Linked DNA regions of Mus musculus: region 2 is linked to region 1. Evidence: chromatin contacts called from public HiCAR-type data. All regions are on one chromosome and are shown on one strand. The core of a region is the stretch at or near the end of the contact, and the rest is flanking DNA. Distances in the headings are between cores, read along the strand shown.

Region 1 (6,765 bases), core at 1,424-3,923:
CAGTTTCTTTAGTAGCTGGGATTCCAGTTGTCTGCCACCAGGCTTGGCTTCCGTAGCTGTTAAATGGCCATACACCAGACCCTCTTGAGGGTGTGTCATCAGCCAGCCAGTCAGCAGGTGTTGACAGAGGCTGAGTCACATGCTGGGCCTTGGTGGTTTGGGCAATCCACAGGAAGCAGGCATTATTTGCAGCCAACAAAGCGGTAGCCAAAGTGGATTCGAAAGGCTAGTCCCCCTCTCTAGTCCCCTCCTGGATTTACCAGTGGTGGAGAACCCGGACTTCAGAACTGGGCAGCCTTACAAAGCCTCCAGACCACCACTGCTTCCCTGTGGAGAGCTGAGGGCCCATGACTCTGAGGAAGTGACTGGAAGATGTCAGGGCTCTGGTTGGGGCCAGAGGTGACAACATCACAGGAAACCCTGCTAAAGCCTCTCTGCCCACAGGATGTGACTTAGGGAGGGCTCATGAGAAACAGGCACCAGCTACGGCTTAAAACTCCACATAAGCCCTGCAAAGTCCTCGGCCCTCAGTGCTACTGTTACCTGCCACACCTCCTCACCCCCCCCCCACTACTCCTCACACACACCCCCGGGGGCAGTGAGTGCCAGGTGAGATCACTCCCAAGTTTTGTCACGCTTTCATGCTGAGCCCAGATTGGGAGGGGCCTTGACATAGGAGGACTGTTGGGAGTTTATGCCAAACTTACCTGGTTCAAAGCTAGTGTGGCCACTGACTGGCAGTGTGACCATGGCCCAGTCATCTCACCTCTGAGTGTCAGGGTCGTTATGTACAGTGGAGGGAAGAGCAGTGCTCCGTGAATAACTGATAATAGAAATAACTCCTGTGCAGGGCTAAAGGGAGGACTTAGCCACATCCTGTCATCATAATTAATGCACGTACTCTCTCCTTACCCCTGGTGGCATCCCCCCACCACCACTTCTTGTTTCAGGTAAGCAGTGTATCCAGGAAGGTAGGCTCTGGGTCATATGGCTTGATCTCCTTTAAAGCCCTGGCTCTATGGAGGGTCTTGAAAAATCTTGCTGCCAGGACCCTTCTCATAGTAGGTACTCTGGGGCTCCAGGGTCCCCGAAACCAGTCCTCCTTCCAAGAATCTTCAAGCCCAGACAATGTGGGATAAACCTGGAAAGCACTGCTGGACACAGTGATACGGTGAGTTGGGAGGGATGCCTGGAGTTCAAAGGTCAGCCTAGACTACTGTGTGAGCACCAGACCAGCCACGACTTGTCTCCATCAAACAAGAGGGGGAAGCAAACGGGAAGCCTGCAGCTGACCCTGGAGAGTGGGGTGGCAACTCTGAAGACAGGAGGGATTGGGAAACTGAAACAGAAGGGAGCTTGTAGGACCACAGACCAGGAGGTAAACGCTGGAAAAATCGGCCATGATCAGCTCAGAATTTCAAGACAGTAGAGGAAGACAGAACAGACTTCAGACTCTCCTCTCTGTCTCTCTGTGTTATTGTTGTTTTTCCTGGCTGTCCTGGAACTGGCTCTGTAGACCAGGCTGGCCTGGAACTCAGAAATCCATCTGCCTCTGCCAAGTGCTGGGATTAAAGGCGTGCGCCATCAAGGCCCGGCTCACGCCCATTTCAAAAGCATCAGGAGTGCCGGCTCAATGTTAACAGTTTTGGGGATGATTGACTCTGGACAGACCAGCTTTGGCGCGGCTCTGTGAAGGAAGGTTGTAGTAGATCCATCCTGACAACACAAGATCCAAGGGTTTAGGCCTGAGCGTTGATCGCTCACCGCCCACAGTGTCGCCGCGCCCCCTGGCGGCCGTCAGTTGCCATGTCAACGGCGGGTGGCTGAGACGACGGAGGCGGCAGCGGGGGCAGTTCTCTCTTCCCCTGGCCTCAAGGCCGCTCCCACGGCACCTCCTGCCTTCGCCTCACCGGGAGCACACTCCCGGTCCTGGAAGAAGGGCCATTCTGTAGCAGCTGGCATTCGGGGGATAAACTGAGGCACGCAGGAGGGAGCCGCAGGCAGGTGTCTAGTGCGGAGCCCCACCTCCAAAGGCAGAGGAGGGGCTGCGAGCAGTGACGCGCCGAGGGCGGACGCTGGACTGGGAGCGGGAGGGCGGGAGGCGGCGGCGGCAGGTGCGGCTGCGAAGGGTGGGAGGAGGAGGGAGGGGGTGGGCGGAGGGGGAGGGGAGGCCAGGACGGGCACCTCCCCCTTTATAACGCGCCCCCTCCCGGGCTTTCGGGCCGCCTCCTCGTCTGCTCTGCCTATCTCGCCCCCTTGCCCTGCCGCCCCGGGCCGGGCTTGGCCAGGGAGCCTCCGCCCCCAGGCCTTCCCCCCACCACCACCCGCCGCCCCGCGCAGCCCGGCGGAGGCGGCGCCGTCGGAGGAGGAGGAGCAGGGCACTGCGGCTGGCCCCGGATCGGGAGCCAGAGCGGCAGCAGCTTCGGCAGCAGCACGGCCCGGGCCAATGCAGCGGGACGCACCGCCGCGAGCCCCAGCCCCAGCGCCACGGCTTCCTGCGCCCCCGATCGGGGCCGCCAACAGCGCTGGCGGCGGCGGCGGAGGCGGGGGCAGTGGCGGCGGCGGAGGCTCCTCTGCAGCTCCGGCTCCCCCTGGCCTCCCGGGAACTACAAGTCCCAGGGGGCCTGGCGGCGGGCGGAGACCGGAAGAGGCGGGCTCGGCACCTCGAGGCCGGAAGTGGCCGTGGAGGCGGAAGTGGCGCGGCCGCGGAGGGGCCTGGAGTGTGGCGGGACCGGGAGCGGCGGGAGCTGCGGCTGGGGGCGGCGGCGGCGGCGGCGGCGGAGGCGCGCTGGAGGTGGCCATGGCCAAGCAGTACGACTCGGTGGAATGCCCGTTCTGCGATGAGGTCACCAAGTACGAGAAACTTGCCAAGATCGGCCAAGGCACATTCGGGTAAGATTAGGCCGCGTGGGACCGCGAGCCCGGGACCTGCACTTTCCAGGGCCGACGTCGGGTCGCCCAGAGCCCGGGCCGAGGTGGTCCGGAAGCTTCTGTTTTCGTGGCTGTTGCCCGGTCTTGCTCGGCCGCGGCGCAGACGTTCCCGGCCCAACCGAGCCGACTGGCGGGGAGGAGCCTGGGGCCCGTGATGGGGGTTGGGTAGGGTTGCTGAGAGCCACTCCGAATGTGAGCGGCCACCTCTAGGGGAGGAGTAGGGGCTGAGTAGGAGTAAGCAGAGGCCGGGAGGAGGACGGAAGACACGCGGTGTGGAATGACCGCGTCCCGGATCCGAGGCCGCACCCCGCCCGCCGTGGGTCTGGGCTCCTGCTGCTCCCCTTCGCGCGGGGGAGGGGCACTCCCTGCGGAAATGCCTTATGGGTCCCTTGGGTCTTTCTCTGTGCCTGCAGGGAAGTCTTTAAAGCCAAGCACCGTCAGACGGGCCAGAAGGTGGCTCTGAAGAAAGTGTTGATGGAGAATGAGAAGGAGGGGGTGAGTATATGGACCACTGGGCCGACCTTCTTCTAACCTGGCTGGGTTTCCACACCGCTACTTCAAAGGGTTTTGTGCTGAGATTCGACCTAGTGTTTTTCGGTTTTCCATGGAACAAGGAATTTGGCTTTCCATTTACACTGTTGAGCTTTAGTGGCAGAGTTCTGTGGGAGCCACGGGAGGGAGCCTGTGCTTTTCCCATGGAGTGCAGGTTGACTCTAGAAAACTTTCAGCTTAGCTTGGCGTTGAATTTTGTTTTGTATGAAGAGACCATTTGTGCACAAGCCGTTTAAAAGGCCGCTGAGCTTAAGGTGATGTTCTGAAAGGTGTTGTTTCCATCAGCCTCAGCAGCATTGCCTTTGTAAGGAAAATGCTGTTTGTCTTACTTTGCGTCTATAGGGTCTTCTGTTTTCTGGCATGTCTGTGTACAGCACTATTCTCCAGTACCTGGGTACCTGAGGAAGCCAGAAAGGTGTGCCAGGTTGCCTTGGATCATTTGGGACAAAAGATCCACTGTGTGGGTGCTGGGAATTGAACCTGGGTCCTGGGGGAGGATAGCCAGTGCTGTGGTGTGTGTGTTTCCCTGAAACAGGGACTCTATGTTTTGTTTGACACAAAATCTCTCTGTAGCCCCAACTGTCCTGGAACTCACTGTTTGGTCCAGGCTGTTCTCAGACTCACAGAGGATCAACTGCCTGTGTTTCCTGACTGCTGGAAATAAAGGGCTGGACTGCCACACGTGACCATAGCCAGTTTCCTTAACCATTCAACTATCTCCATTCCCAGGAAATTTCTTGATCTTTTTGGTTTTTTTGAGACAGGGTTTCTCTGTGTAGCCCTGGCTGACCTGGAACTCACTTTGTAGACTAGGCTGGCCTTGAACTCAGAAATCCACCTGCCTCTGCCTCCCAAGTGCTGGGATTAAAGGCGTGCGCCACCACTGCCCCACAAATTTCTTGATCTTAACTCACAAGTGTTAGTGACAAAATGTTTATCCTTATTTGGGTTGTCTAAAATAAATTCCCAGTCTGGAGTAAAGGGTTGTGATTATAATCCCAGCACTTATGAGACTGGGGAAAAAAGATGGTTCATAAACAAGTTCAAGGCCACCATTATCTAGATGGCAACATTTAGCAGCTCCTTGAGATATGTGTGTGTTTGCACTTATTTTATATTTTGCAAAGGCTAGCTACAGATAAATATAGATATATCTTCCCCTCTCCCTTCTTTTTGAATCAGGAGCTCAACTAAGCAGTCTGGCCTTGAACTTGGTGGTTCTGATGTCTCTGTCTCCTGATACGAGAATTGGATTCCAGATAGGAACCATCACACAGGAACGATTCTCTCGCCTGTCTTTCAACCTCTGTCCCTCAGTATAGACCCCAAACACACCCCCACCCCACCCACAGTTCCTCCGTCTGTTGTGCTCTCAATTTTGACCACTTCCTCTTTCTCCTCCCTAGTTCCCCATCACAGCCTTGAGGGAAATCAAGATTCTACAGCTCCTAAAACATGAGAATGTGGTGAACCTAATTGAGATTTGTCGGACCAAAGGTGTGTTGCTTGCCTCAGGAGAAAAGGGGGGTTTGAGACAAGGTTTCTCTGTGTAACCCTGGCTGTCCTGGACCTTGCGCCATAGACCAGGCTGGCCTCACACTTAGAGGTCCACCTGCCTCTGCCTCCCGAGTGCCGGCCCCCCATCTTCTCTGGTCTTGTTTGGAGTTGGGTGTCTGTGGGTTGGAGGGCTGGGAGTTGGCTGTGGAAAATGAGGTGGATGCAGGTTTTTATTTTTTATTTTTCTCTCTGCCCCTTCTGTATCAGCCTCACCGTATAACCGCTGCAAGGGCAGCATCTATCTGGTGTTTGACTTCTGTGAGCATGACCTTGCTGGGCTGCTGAGCAACGTCTTAGTCAAGTTCACGTTGTCTGAGATCAAGAGAGTGATGCAGATGCTGCTGAACGGCCTCTACTACATCCACAGGAACAAGGTGGGGCAGAATGGGGCTTCTCTGCTCTTGACTGCTGTGTAGGCCAGGCTCCAGGATGCTATGAAACCTGACTGAGCTCTTGTGTGTCCTCCCTTCAGATCCTGCACAGGGACATGAAGGCTGCGAATGTGCTCATTACCCGGGATGGGGTCCTGAAGCTGGCAGATTTTGGGCTGGCCCGTGCCTTCAGCCTAGCTAAGAATAGCCAGCCCAACCGATACACCAACCGTGTGGTGACATTGTGGTACCGGCCTCCGGAGCTGCTGCTCGGTGAGGACTCCCGAGCGGGCAGAGGGGGGCAGGGGCCGGGTGCCTACCTGGCCACAGCCCCCATTGCCTGGGGCCTTTTGAGCCATCAGCTCTGGGACGTGGAGTCTCAGGAGGCCCTTGGGCTTAAGAGGCACTCCCGGTACCCTCTTCTTCTCAGGAGAGCGGGACTACGGCCCGCCCATTGACCTTTGGGGTGCTGGGTGCATCATGGCAGAGATGTGGACTCGTAGCCCTATCATGCAGGGTAACACAGAGCAGCACCAGCTCGCCCTCATCAGCCAGCTCTGTGGCTCCATCACCCCAGAGGTGAGTAACCGAACTGGGTGTTCCTGGGGGATGCAGAGACCCAGGGCCTCTGGCCAGTAGTGGAGAGTGGAGTCCTTCTGTAGAGGAAGCTGATTGCTGCAGGCCAGGCTTACTGTTCAGTTTGTTTGTTTGTTTGTTTGTTTGGGTTTTTGGTTTGGTTTGGTTTGGTTTGGTTTTTTGAGACAGGGTTTCTCTGCGTAGCCCTGGCTGTCCTGGAACTCACTCTGTAGGCCAGGCTGGCCTCGAACTCAGAAATCTACCTGCCTCTGCCTCCCAAGTGCTGGGATTAAAGGCGTGTGCCACCACGCCTGGCATGGTGCTTACCACTCTTAATGTTGGTTGTATGAGCTCTCTGTTGCCGAGACAAAGTAAGTACATGAGAAAAACAAAAGCGCCAAGAGTTGCTTTTGTTCAGAAAAACAGAGAGGTTGTTTAGCCTTTGCTTTGGTGCAGAGATGCTGCTAAATGTCATAGTAGAGAGTCCACTGGAGAGAGGGTGTGGCCATGGCAGGGAGGGAGCAGAAGAGCAGGGTCCAGTGTGTAGCTCCAGTGGTGGCCCACTCAACCCCAGAGGCTTCAGCACACATTCAGCAGGCCTCATGGTTCCTTCCCCTTTGGGTGGTCCCCTCTCCTCCCAGAAGTTTCTGCCACCTCCCAATAGCGCCACCTGCTGGAGACCAAGCATCAGCACAAGCTTCTAGAGACAGAGTTTCTTGGTTTTTTTGTTTTGTTTTGTTTTATTGGGGTTTTTTTTCTTGGTATTTCGTTCGAGACA
Region 2 (6,765 bases), core at 1,782-4,281, 2.1 Mb before region 1:
CCCACAGTTTCAATACCAAGTGTAAGGGGACAAACATCAAGCAGTACCAGATCACCTGCAAAGGAAAATTAATCAGGTTTGGTTTTCTTTAGAGTCCTGAGAGCACTACCAAGCAATCTCCCAATGAATGAACTCTTGCCATCTTCCCCACTGTCATCTGCCTAGGCTAACCACACACACTTTAGGAAAAATGAATTAACAGTTGCTACCGATCTTAACTAAGCCTGACCTAAGTCTTCTCATCACTGTACCTTTCTTCCCTGTTACTCTTAACCCTACAGTTTCCTAAAGCAACAGTCCTCCCATCGAGCTACTTAAACAGATAAAGACACAGTGATAACAACCTACCTGTATCCTGATCACCAGAGAGGACACCAGCCTGGACAGCGGCACCATAGGCTACAGCCTCATCGGGGTTTATGCCACGGGATGGCTCCTTGCCATTGAAGAACTCTTTCACCAGTTGCTGAATCTTTGGAATTCGAGTAGATCCACCAACCAGAACAATTTCATCAATATCAGATTTCTTCAGATCAGAGTCTTCCAACACTTTCTGGACAGGCTTCATGGTAGAGCGGAACAGGTCCTAGCAAAAAAGAAAAGCAAGGCATGGTTACTATGGTGCTGACCACCCAGACCTTATTTAGTTATCCCAAATTCTACAGTCTAAGCGGATTCCATTAGCACTGTCAAGGAGCATACCATGTTCAGCTCTTCAAATTTGGCCCGAGTAAGGGTCTCTGAGAAGTCTTCTCCTTCGAAGAAGGACTCAATTTCAATCCTTGCTTGATGCTGAGAAGACAAGGCTCTCTTAGCCTTTTCTACCTCACGCCGGAGTTTCTGCACAGCTCTGTTGTCTTTCCTAACATCTTTACCAGTTTTCTTTTTGTACAACTTGATGAAGTGTTCCATGACCCGCTGATCAAAGTCTTCCCCACCCAGGTGAGTATCTCCATTAGTGGCCACCACTTCAAAGACACCATTGTCAATGGTGAGAAGAGACACATCGAAGGTGCCGCCACCCAGGTCAAACACAAGGATGTTCTTCTCTCCCTCTCTCTTATCCAGGCCATATGCAATAGCAGCTGCTGTACTGTGAGGATGAAGAGGAGGGAAGAAAGCTTGGTCAGGGGTTCATATTTCCCCCCCACTTGGGAATATGGTAGAGCTCTGAGTCCCATACTTACGGCTCATTGATGATCCTCATGACATTCAGTCCAGCAATAGTGCCAGCATCTTTGGTTGCTTGTCGCTGGGCATCATTGAAGTAAGCTGGTACAGTAACAACTGCATGGGTAACCTAGAAGGACAACCGTGCAATCATACTTAAAGATGATTGAAGTACATGGTGTTCTCACTTCTGTCACTCTTATCAACTAGTCAAGCCACAACAGTTTCTAAGTCAGTTTACTGCTATATCATACGCTTTTGTCATTAGAATTAAGCAGTGGTAACTCATAAAGGCTGACTAGCATATACCTTGACCTCCCACAAAACACTAAATCACTAAAAGTTAAGATTGAAAGGTTTCTGGGGCTGGTGAGATGGCTCGGCAGGTAAGGGCACTGACTGCTCTTCCGAAGGTCCTGAGTTCAAATCCCAGCAACCACATGGTGGCTCACAACCACCCATAATGAGATCTGACACTCTCTTCTGGTGTGTCTGAAGTCAGCTACAGTGAAATTATGTATAATAATAAATAAATCTTTAAAAAAAAATTGAAAGGTTTCAAACCATGAAGGCTTCCCTACACAAGTCATCGAGGGGGAGCAACAGCAATCAAACACTCAACACTGTTTCACACGTTATTCACCTTCTTTCCCAAATACGCCTCAGCAGTCTCCTTCATTTTAGTGAGAACCATGGCAGAAATTTCTTCTGGGGCAAATGTCTTGGTTTGCCCACCTCCAATATCAACTTGAATGTACGGTTTAGTTTTCTTTTCAACCACCTATGGCATAAAGTAATTTAAAGGTAATTTTTCCGAAGAGGAAACAATGACACCACAAACGATTTAAAAAAAAAAATCCATTTCCTCCCTCCCATAGCTTGATTCATCTCTGTCCCTTAGGGGGAAATCACAACTAAAACTGAGCACAGCTGTATTGTAGATAGATCGACAGTTTTAGTCTGTTTCAACTTCTAGACATTGTTAACAGTGTGTCATGTTTTATAACACACTAAAAACGACTAGATGTAAAACCGTTACATAAATTCCGAACACATTCTTTTAAGTCCTTTGAACAGTGTTTTTGGCCAAGTGGCAACCCCTAAATACTCCTATCACCCCAGCCGCCCCATTAGCATGAGAAAAAAAAAACGGGTCCGACCTTGAATGGCAAGAACTTGATGTCCTGCTGCACCGAAGGGTCATTCCAAGTGCGTCCGATGAGGCGCTTGGCATCGAAGACCGTGTTCTCGGGGTTGGACGTGAGTTGGTTCTTGGCCGCATCGCCAATCAGACGCTCCCCTTCAGGAGTGAAGGCCACATACGACGGCGTGATGCGGTTGCCCTGATCGTTGGCTATGATCTCCACGCGGCCGTTCTTGAACACACCGACGCTGACGGGGAAACCCCACAGAAAAGGAATCAGCACCTCACTTTCTCACGCTGGCCCCGGAGGCCACGCCCCACTCCTCCCCACCCCCTCCTCCTTCGACGGATACCACTTACCAGGAATAGGTGGTCCCCAAGTCGATGCCGACCACCGTGCCCACATCCTCCTTCTTGTCCTCCTCCTCGGCCCGCACCGCGCCCAGCAGCAGCAACGCCGCCGCCACCACAGTGAACTTCATCATGCCGGCGCTGAGGACCAGTCGCTCAGCAGTCAGGCAGGAGTCTTAGGAGTCCAGCAACAGGCTGTGGCCCCGAAACGCGACGACGGTTCTGGTCTGAGGGCGACAGGGGCCTCGGGGTCAGGAGGAGACACGAAGCAGACTCGGAGCAGGCCTAGCAGCAGGCCGCGGCGCTTACCTCACACACACGCAGAAGCCCAAGTGTCCAGGTCAGTGTTGTCTCGGCCAGTATCGAGCGCGCCGTCGCCGACTCGCCTTATATACCCTCCCCACAGCCCCGTCGTGGAGGCCTCCGATTGGTGAAGTCGCTACTCGTTGGAGGCCGCTGATTGGTCCATGCCACCAAGCTGGCTGCTGCCGATTCGAAGCGGCCTCCTCCGCAACTCACGTCATTGCTACGCCCCCCGGGCTGACTCATTGGCTACTGGTCATTCTTAACGGCCACCAATGAGAGGCAGCATCCGCCCTGAGCGCTGGTCCTATTGGTTCAGCAGCTGCCTGTCCTTCGGGTGACCTCTCACCCCGAGACCGTTTCCGCCGGTAACCGTTCAGGTCCTCCCCTCACGCCAGGCCCCCGGGGACTGGAGTGGGGTCTGCGTGTCAGTTCCCTCGGGGTCTCCTTTTCTGTCTCTCACTCTGAAGAAGTACGCGGCCTTTCTCCTCCTCGATTCCCCGCGTCCTGAGCTGCCCGGCCTCAGCTGTGATCGCCCTCCCCAGCCTCCACACGTTCTCGGATGTCCCAGAGTCCAGGCCCTGTTACTCGCCCGGCCTGCACGTCTCGAGCTGGGGCCTGATCTGGATTCTGCCTCGCTGAGAATCCTGGTGCTTCTCAGCTAACCGTGTTTCTCCTTCACCCCAAGGCTAGCCGTATGTGTCTTTCCAGGCCTTTCGAATCTTCCCTTTGCCGGGGTTAAGTCCCAGGATTGGCCTGGCCAATTGTAACCTATTCCCTTTCTCCGCCGCGGAGATTCAGTACTATGGTCAAACGAGCACTTTCCACCATGAGATGTATCTTTTCTTCTCTCTCTCTCTCTCTCTCTCTCTCTCTCTCTCTCTCGTAGCGCCTTATTGTTCGCTAACCTGTTCTAGCATAGCATTTCCATTTATGACACTGGTTATTATTTATAAGTCCTTCCTCTTTCCCTCTTCCTTCTTGACACCACCCTATTCGACTCTTGGAATAGGGCTGATAATGCTAAAGACGTTTAGCAGACAAAAAAGTCTTGCTGATGCTTTACTCTTTTATAATAGTATGTTGGGGGACAAACAAAACAAGTTACTACTTGAGCTTATTATGTACTTCATTGTTTTGTTTTATGTATTTTGAGAGGCATTGTACACAGGCCCAAGCTGGTCTATAACTACTGATCCTCCTATGTGTTTTCCATGTGTCATTTATTCATATTCAAGTCTTGGTACATTTTTCCCATTTTCCAGAAGAGACCATTGAGACCAAGAGCGATTAAATAGCTAGAATGGTCGATTGATAAGTGCTGAGAATATAGTTAATAACCCGGTTGATTTTACTCCATAATTTATACTATTGATTCCCACCACCACCACCCTTTTTTGTTGTTTAAAGACAAATTTCATGCACCCCCAGTCTTCAAACTGTGTAGCAAATGACTTTGAACTTCTGTTTCTTCTATCTATACCTCCCAAGTGCTGAGAACTTCAGGCATAGGCATGTACTACCATGGGACTTGCATCTATGCATGCTACACAACTGACATCTGTCTCCAGGCCTGGAGCTCAACATGTCCACCAGGCTGGCCTTGAACTCTCAGGTCCACCATCTCTGCACCCCAAGTCCTTATAGACATGCTTATGAAGGCTACTTGGGCCATTTATTACAGGCAGGAAATGACTCCAGTATTCCTATTAAATGTATTCTGAGCTTCATAAGTACACTGTGCAAATACTACTAAAACATCACACGCACAGTCACTAAAATGTTGAGCCTATGAATCAGTGTTCAGGAATTTTTTTCCTTTCTCATTCCTCAAAGATTAGTGACTCAGTCAACTCCATCCTTGCTATAGAAGTTGCATCACACAGCTCTTTCAGTCAGGCTTGTAATACTGTCATAACATTGATCTTCCTTTGGGTTGCATCAGACTAGTATTAAGATAGAATCACTAAGCCCAATCTACTGGTGCACACCTTTAGTCTCAGCACGTAGGAGGCAGAAGCAGGGGATCTCTCTGAGTTAGAGGCCAGCCTGGTTAGTACAAAGACAGCCAAGGCTACATGTTGAGACCCTACCTCAAAGGGGGGAAAAATGGAAATCACTACTTGACCACATTACAACTTCATGTCATTTCAAGCTTGTCTGTATATATATTACAGCAGTCAGTTTACACTAAAATCAAATTTCAGTTTCATCCTGTCTCTCTTTTTTTTTAAAAAAGATTTATTTATTTATTTTATGTAAGTACACTGTAGGCTGTCTTCAGACACCCCAGAAGAGGGCATCAGATCTCATTACAGATGGTTGTGAGCCACCATGTGGTTGCTGGGATTTGAACTCAGGACCTTTGGAAGAGCAATCAGTGCTCATAACTACTAAACCATCTCTCCAGCCCTCATTCTGTCTCTTGATTAATGGAGGAAATGCTTACAACTAATTTTTCTAACATTTAGAAACTTGATGCCTAAGCCCAACCTAGTGTCACAGGCCTGTAGCCCCAGTATTCAAGAGTCTGAGGCAAGAGGATCACAAATTCTATGTGTAACTGAACTACAGAGTGAATTCAAGGTCAGCCTGGGAAATTTAGTGAAAACCTTGTTCAAAAGTAAAATACAGCTCTATTCTCAATCTCTAGTCTATGTCTGTCTCTGGCTCTCTCTTACACACACACACAGAGTATCTTACTAACTTAAGTTTGGGTTAGGTTCAGATGGGCTCTTGTAGACCAGGCTTACCTCTAGTACTCCACGTAGTTAAGGCTAGCCCTGAACTTTTTAATCTTCCTGCCGCACCCCCAAAATGCTAGGTTTGGAAGTATGTCACCAAGTTAGACTATCTGATCAACTTCTAGAGAGTTAAGTGTTTCAGTGGCTATAGTATCATTTTCTTTCTTCTTTTTTTGAGACTGGATATTGCTAGGTATGCATACTACATATTCCTTACTGGCCTGGAACTTTCTATATAGATGTAGCTGGTCTTGAACTCACAAAGAACCCCCTGCCTTTACCTTCCCAGCTGCTGAGATTAAATTCATGAGCCACCATATCTATCTCCTTTAAAATTCAAACCAAATTGAGCTAGAAAGATGTTCAGTGGTTCAATGGCTGTTCTTTCAGAGGACCCAGGTTTGATTCTAAGCACCCACATGGCATCTCAGAACCATCGGTAACTCCAGTTCCAGGGGATCCAATACCACCTTCTGGCTTCTGCAGGCACACATGTGATGCACAGATACACATGCAAGCAAATACTCATACACAAAATATTATTTTTAAAAATATATATATACACACACAATTTAATATTGAATTGACTATATATTAAATTGTGTGTGTGTGTGTATGTGCATAAATATTGAAACCAGGTGTGGTGGCACAGGCCATTAATCCCAAGATTCAGAAAACAAAGGCTAGCTTGGTCTTTTTAGATTGACTTCCAGGCTAGCCAGGCTACATAGTGAGATCCAATTTCAAAAATAAAGAAAATTCATCCTGACAGATGGCTCAGGGGCTAAGAGCACCGACTGCTCCTCCACAGGCCCTGAGTTCGATTCCCATCAACCACTTCTTGCCTGGCATGGTGGCACACGCCATTGATCTCAGCACATGGGAGGCTGAGGCAGGTGGATTTTTGAGTTCGAGGCCAGCCTGGTCTACTGAGTGAGTTCCAGGATAGCCAGGGCTATACAGAGAAATCCTGTCTCCAAAAAATAAAAAAAATAATAAAATTCAAGTATTTTATATATTCTGTAGCACATATTACAACATATTGTAAGGCAC

The links. HiCAR-type assays count read pairs that join an accessible place to other places.
Region 2: a HiCAR-type map of astrocytes shows a contact between it and region 1, with 4 times the contacts expected there. The contact joins the promoter of Hspa5 here to the promoter of Cdk9 in region 1. A contact is called at or near these places in 1 of 484 Hi-C or Micro-C datasets (B cells), 1 of 115 datasets of contacts at active chromatin or transcription factors (astrocytes) and 1 of 9 other capture datasets (liver).

Annotation. Positions count from the first base shown.
Region 1 is chr2:32,708,692-32,715,456 of GRCm38.p6, reverse strand. Cdk9 (cyclin-dependent kinase 9 (CDC2-related kinase)) reads left to right here and starts at 2,673. Exons shown (of 7, transcript NM_130860.3): 1 at 2,673-2,892; 2 at 3,345-3,426; 3 at 4,890-4,980; 4 at 5,248-5,414; 5 at 5,513-5,684; 6 at 5,842-5,990. The coding sequence starts at 2,801. It overlaps Mir2861 (microRNA 2861), which reads left to right and starts at 2,569; the gene lies at 2,569-2,650. It overlaps Mir3960 (microRNA 3960), which reads left to right and starts at 2,485; the gene lies at 2,485-2,557. It overlaps Gm33457 (a long non-coding RNA gene), which reads right to left and starts at 2,147. Exons shown (of 2, transcript XR_001783272.2): 1 at 708-2,147.
Region 2 is chr2:34,768,356-34,775,120 of GRCm38.p6, reverse strand. It overlaps Hspa5 (heat shock protein 5), which reads right to left and starts at 3,031. Exons shown (of 9, transcript NM_001163434.1): 1 at 2,975-3,031; 2 at 2,675-2,892; 3 at 2,331-2,562; 4 at 1,814-1,951; 5 at 1,188-1,300; 6 at 703-1,093; 7 at 349-586; 8 at 1-55. The coding sequence starts at 2,799. It also overlaps a transcript of Rabepk not described here.